2 separate regions of the Mus musculus genome follow, and region 2 is linked to region 1. A link is a contact called in public Hi-C data. All regions are on one chromosome and are shown on one strand. Each heading gives the region's core, a stretch centred on a gene start, on an enhancer-like site or on the middle of the called end of the contact. The rest is flanking DNA. Distances are from core to core; before and after follow the strand shown. Region 1 overlaps Ralgps2 (Ral GEF with PH domain and SH3 binding motif 2). Region 2 has its middle 6.6 kb from the start of Gm15486.

Evidence for each region. Hi-C and Micro-C count contacts between places; a contact is called where the count stands out from the background.
Region 2: a Hi-C map of the G1E-ER4 cell line shows a contact between it and region 1, with 9 times the contacts expected there. The contact joins two enhancer-like sites. A contact is called at or near these places in 2 of 39 promoter capture datasets (liver and trophoblast stem cells), 1 of 484 Hi-C or Micro-C datasets (the G1E-ER4 cell line) and 1 of 9 other capture datasets (macrophages).

What each region holds. Positions count from the first base shown.
Region 1 is chr1:156,868,890-156,871,589 of GRCm38.p6, forward strand. It overlaps Ralgps2 (Ral GEF with PH domain and SH3 binding motif 2), which reads right to left. Exons shown (of 19, transcript NM_001159967.1): 8 at 552-678. Among named protein-coding and RNA genes, the nearest start is that of Angptl1, 31 kb to the left of the region's middle. Within about 2 kb of position 1,287, at least 3 of the 459 cell types and tissues checked have an H3K27ac peak or open chromatin away from gene starts, as enhancers often do. A contact at or near this core is called in the G1E-ER4 cell line, where this site is marked.
Region 2 is chr1:157,517,017-157,519,716 of GRCm38.p6, forward strand. It overlaps a transcript of Sec16b not described here. Among named protein-coding and RNA genes, the nearest start is that of Gm15486, 6.6 kb to the left of the region's middle. Within about 2 kb of position 1,340, at least 94 of the 459 cell types and tissues checked have an H3K27ac peak or open chromatin away from gene starts, as enhancers often do. A contact at or near this core is called in the G1E-ER4 cell line, where this site is marked.

The DNA.
Region 1 (2,700 bases), core at 37-2,536:
AACTCAGAAATCCGCCTCACTCTGCCTCCCAAGTGCTAAGATTAAAGGCGTGCGCCACCACCGCCCGGCTTAAGACAAATTCTTGATCAAATAATAAATACAAAACTGCCATGTACTAAGCTAAATTTCCACACTTAAACAATTCATTTCGGCAAACAACAATACTAATTATTGAATTAATTGAAATCACTCCTCAGAATTCACTGTCTACTACCAAACAGCTTGGATCAATGTCTTCAGGTAATATATTAAGCTTCACGACTAGTCATTGTTTGTTTCAGTCCTTAAACGCATTACTAAAATAGCTAAAACATACCATTTACCACATGGAACACTTCTAAGTTATTGTTACACTCTACAGAAAACCTGAAGACAAAAGGCTAAGTTGTTATGAAAACCATTTCAGGCAATAAGGGAAATACTTCCTTACCTGATTATTTTCAGCTTAGAAATCTGACACATGCACTTTAAAAATTACTTTGCATTTCATAAAAATGACTTGTTCAGGAAGAGCAACAACTACGAATAACGAACACAATGACATCACTCACCTAAATAGGGAATGCAAGGAGTCATCTTTAAGCTGCTTATATAGTCTCTGAGTCTTTTGTAGTTATCTTCTTTACTCATTACATATTCTAGTTTTTCAAAGGTAGTTTTGTCTTTTCGACTTAATAACTAAAAAGCAAACAGAAAAGCCTAAGTTATTACAAGTTCCATCTCACTGTAACAAAGATCTGAATGAAAATTGTATTTACTATAAATCTAGACTTTAATTTCAAAATTATACTTTCCTTAATTTTACTGATAGGACATAAATAAAACAGATTCAGACATATTTATCACTCCAAGTATTTATAAATTCACCTTTATACAAACATAAATGAACTTAATAAGTGGTGAACTATAACACATTATTTATCTTTACTATTTTATGTAATTAAGCAATTTGTTGTTTTTATCTAATTTAAAATAATTATATGTATACAGTTAGCTCAAATACCCAAATATTTTCATTGACTGCCTCCTCAAAAGTCATTCTTTCATAAGCACTAAGAAACCCTCAAGTTTGTGGTGTTAAGTGACAACTTTTCTTGACAAGTCAAGTTGTAGCTGGTCTTAACAGGACCTGCCATCCTCCCATAGCCTTTTGCTTTTGCTGTTTTGTTTTGTTTTGTTTTAACTTCTGGCAACGAATTTTCTTCTTGACCAGAACATTATCATAGGTAGCATTATCACAAGATTGTTTCACGTGGCCTGAAGAGACAATATGTAGAACACGTCCTTTGAGATTACTGCAAATGATCAAAGAAGATAAGAGACAAGCAATCTTAGTGCCCACAACCTAACTGAAAGCTTCCGGATGTTTGTTTTGTTCTATTTTGTTATCATTCCAAAGACTGCATTTTTCTTTCTTTAAACCTCTGGAGATACTATTTTGTTACAACACAGTAACACTTGACTTTTTATTACATCTTAAAATACTGGCTCTTTGTGTACTATGCAAACACTTCACTAAGAAAATCCTCATCTAAGCGGGGCTTGTTGGCACACGCCTTTAATCCCAGCACTCGTGAGGCGGAGGCAGGTGGATTTCTGAGTTTGAGGCAAGCCTGGTCTACAAAGTGAGTTCCAGGACAGCCAGGGCTACACAGAGAAACCCTGTCTCGAAAAACCAAAAAAAAAAAAAAAAACTCACCTAATTCTCCTGTAAGGTTAACAGAAGTTTGTGTATTTACTTAGAGGTAGTGAAAACTGAAAGTCAAGCACATGGCTAGCAAGTAAAAGAATGCTGTTTGTCTCTTAGAGTTTCAAAGATTGGTTCTGATAATGGACCATTCTGACACCTAATCCATTAGTATTTTCCGGACTGTATGCAAATCTGTGGTCCATTTTCTTGATTGATGATTGATGTGGGTGGAGTGGAATGTGGCAGGAAGTCCTTAGTTGTCAAGAAACTAAGCCCAGCAAGCTGGCAAGCAGCATTTCTCCACGGCCTCTGCTTCGGTGGATGTCTCTAGATTTCCACCTTGGGTTCCCTCAGTAATGGAATGTGACCTGAAAACTGTACAATGACGTAAAATCTTTCCTCCCCATGATTCTGGTCATGGTGTTTTATCACAATAGTAAACACCCTAACACCAATTTATAATACTTTCCTTGTCCTGTGTCAGAGATCTATTTCTGGGTTCTGTTCAGATTTTCTTCTAGTATATAATGTAAAATTATTACCTATAGTTACTAGGCTTGTATCTTAAATCTCAAATATATTCTATAAAACTAAACTTTGAATCTACCCACAGAACAACAAACATCTTCCTATTACCCTGAAAACTGTCCACTCTGTTGCTGCAAGTTCAACCACAGTTCTACTTCTACTTTCTAATATGGCTGCAACCATAAGAATTCCTTTTCTGGTCAACTCACTCACCAACATTTGGGACTTCTTATCTTTTTGGTAGCAAGCAGCCTAGCAGGTGAGGTGATTCCTCAATGTGGCTTGGATTTGCTCTACCCTGAGTTGTAGTCTCTAAAAGCTCCACCATCACCTTCTGGAAATACTTAACACATAGACTTTGGAAGACATTTAGGATCTGCACCAAAACATTTTGCCCAAAGGTTGGTGTCTACTCTATAATAATGAAGAAAAAAAGTCTAGACAATGAGGATAAATTTCTCTGAAACTCAAGGTGAATTCTT
Region 2 (2,700 bases), core at 90-2,589, 650 kb after region 1:
CACTCTCAGACTCATGTGGCCTGTGGCCAACAGCTAGACCACACCTGTTAGACCTTATATTTGTTTTTTAAATTTTTAGTTAAACCTCAAACAGTGCTTTCTCTCACTTATCCTACCACGGTCTTACAAGGGTATCTGGAACAAGATACAGTATCCTTTAAGAAGGCTCCTTTGCCTGGGATGTTAAGTTACTTGTCTCACAGCTAATCCCCAGAAGTGCTGGAATGCAAATCTAATTTCAAGTTCGAAGAGCTCTCCACTGTGATGCCCGACCAAGTATCACCTGTGTGTATGTGGCTTAGCTTGTCACACCTTTATAGAATATAAAATAACCTGGATGAAAGGCAAACATTTATTCCAAACTCACCTTCATACTTAACAGGTACTTATCCGTGTGGTATTTCATTTCAGTCACATAACAGCCCTTTAAGGATTTCATATTCAAGATGAAGGATCTGGAACATTATAACAACTGAGTGATTTTTTTTCGCCCTCTCAAATGTGCATGGCTGAGAAATAACTGAGGAAAAAAAATTAAAGCTTAGTTTCAATTCCCTTTTTTTGAAAGATTTATTTTAATTTATGTGCATACAAACATGTGTGTGTGTGAGTGTATGTGTGAGTGTGTGTGTGTGTGCTTGCACCTACCCTTGTGTGCAGGGGCCCCTGGAGGCCAGAAGAGTAGGCTGGATGTCCTGGAGTTGGAGATGAATGTGAGTGCTCAACGTGGGTGCTAGCAACTAAGTTCTAGTCCTCTTCAAGTGGCTTGACATCCTGCTCCAGTCGCATCAATTTTCAGTTTTCTTTGGAACTTTGATACTCTCCACAAAGATTTAAAGATGGGAAATTTGATGAATAAGGCTGGGGCTGTGTGATTTGGAGAAGGAAAGGCTGCTGAGCTGCATGGTGGGTATCCCCTGTCTTAAAACGACTGAGATGGGATTCTAAGGCGCACGCATGCATGTGTGCATGTGTGTGTGTGTTATCCCTTAGGAAGGACATCTGAGCTTTAGAATATTGGTGTATACTACTATGAGGTCCCTGAGGACCTCCTTTCCTCAGAGAAGAAATACCACGTGTTCCAGGAAAACCAAAACTTTCAGACTCTCCAAACATGGTTAGTGAGTTGGTGCAGTGCAGTGGCTGGGTGCTCCGGGTCTTATATAATACAGAATTTTATCCAGCAGTAGAGAGCTCAGAAAGCTTTAGGTCTGTAAATGAAAGAACTGTATATCAGCAGGGGCCTTGGCTTGAGCTTTCCTGGCACGGTCATGGCTTCACCTGCAGGCCTGGAATCCTTCCAGAGGCTCTTTCCAGCTCATTGGCTCTGAGTGCTTGAATGTCTGCTCTTGTTCAGAATATGTCTCTCAGACTTCCCCACTGCGTGGCGAGGAATGACTCAGTGTGGGGGTGCAGAATATGTGTCTGTTTATCTGTCTCATAGCCAATGTGGAAAATTTTTTTGACATCTCATGCTTGTCTTCAAAAAAAAAAAAATGACTGCAAATTTGAACTTCCCTTCAGAATGTTTGTGCTGATGTTAAATTAAAATTCTATTGAAAATAGCTTATAAAAGAAAGAAAATCATGCTTCATGATCATCCTGTGGCATCCTGCCCTGTTCCTGGAGCAACCAGCCTCCTGTGCGGGAAGCACTGGACCACACTTCTTAAAGTTGTGAATGCTGATGTTCTCACCTTAATCCATTGGCGTTTTCCCCTGTGTAGTCAAGTGATACTGTTTCTCCATTTCCTCTAAGTCCTGGGTCAATGCAGGCACTGCATTGAGTGTCAAGGAGGATTTGTTGATTTCACAGCAGTAATAAATATTCAAGTCTCTTCCTGGTGATGTGTGTAGAATACTTTGTGGGTGCATTTTCTCGTACATCTAGAGAAGTAGCAATTATTAACACCTATGGAGCATTTACTATATTTAAATTATTTGTAAGTTTTAGATATGATTTTTTTTATCTTCATCATAATTCTGTAAGGTAGGGTTCTGTGATCATCTCTGCAGATGAAGAAATGTTATGATATGGATGTTACTAACAGGTTTATATAGTGAACAGATGGTAGAACAGGGTCTCCTGTTCAGACAGTTATTCCAGGACTGAGGTGTGCTTCTCTTCTGAGGCGTTGACAGCCATTGATCTGCAGCAGAGAGAATACCCTGAGAACGCTAAAGACTTTTATTTCCCGTAGCTGCTGTGTGAGTCTTCTTTGCCCCTTGGCACTTGACATGGGGCCTAAAGTCACAGACACAACCCTCTATGGGTGCACTCATCCTGACTCTGAGAGTACCAGTTAAATGGGAGGCCGAGTGGCTGAGAAGTAGGACCCCTCTGCCAGCCCAGGGCTGCCAAGGAAGCTTGGAGTCCTTCTTGAATGATGGGGTGTCTCTTTAGTTATCGGTTGCAGTTCAGGATGCAGGAAGAACAGGTCTGTGGGAGGCCAGACAAATGGCAACAAAAGGAATCCATTGTCAAGATTATCTATAGGGCACTATGGTCTAGTGGCCTATAGATTGTGCCAACTTCTATTTCTAAGCCTTCAGGAAGTCCCAGGGCCGGTACTGGTGACTTAGATTATCTGTGCCAGGCTAATTGACTTTGGCACAGGCACCCCTTTTTTTCTGGCACCCCACATCTCTATAATTGGAACTCTTGGCCAGAGCATACTTCTGTGTCTTTCCTGTTACCCAG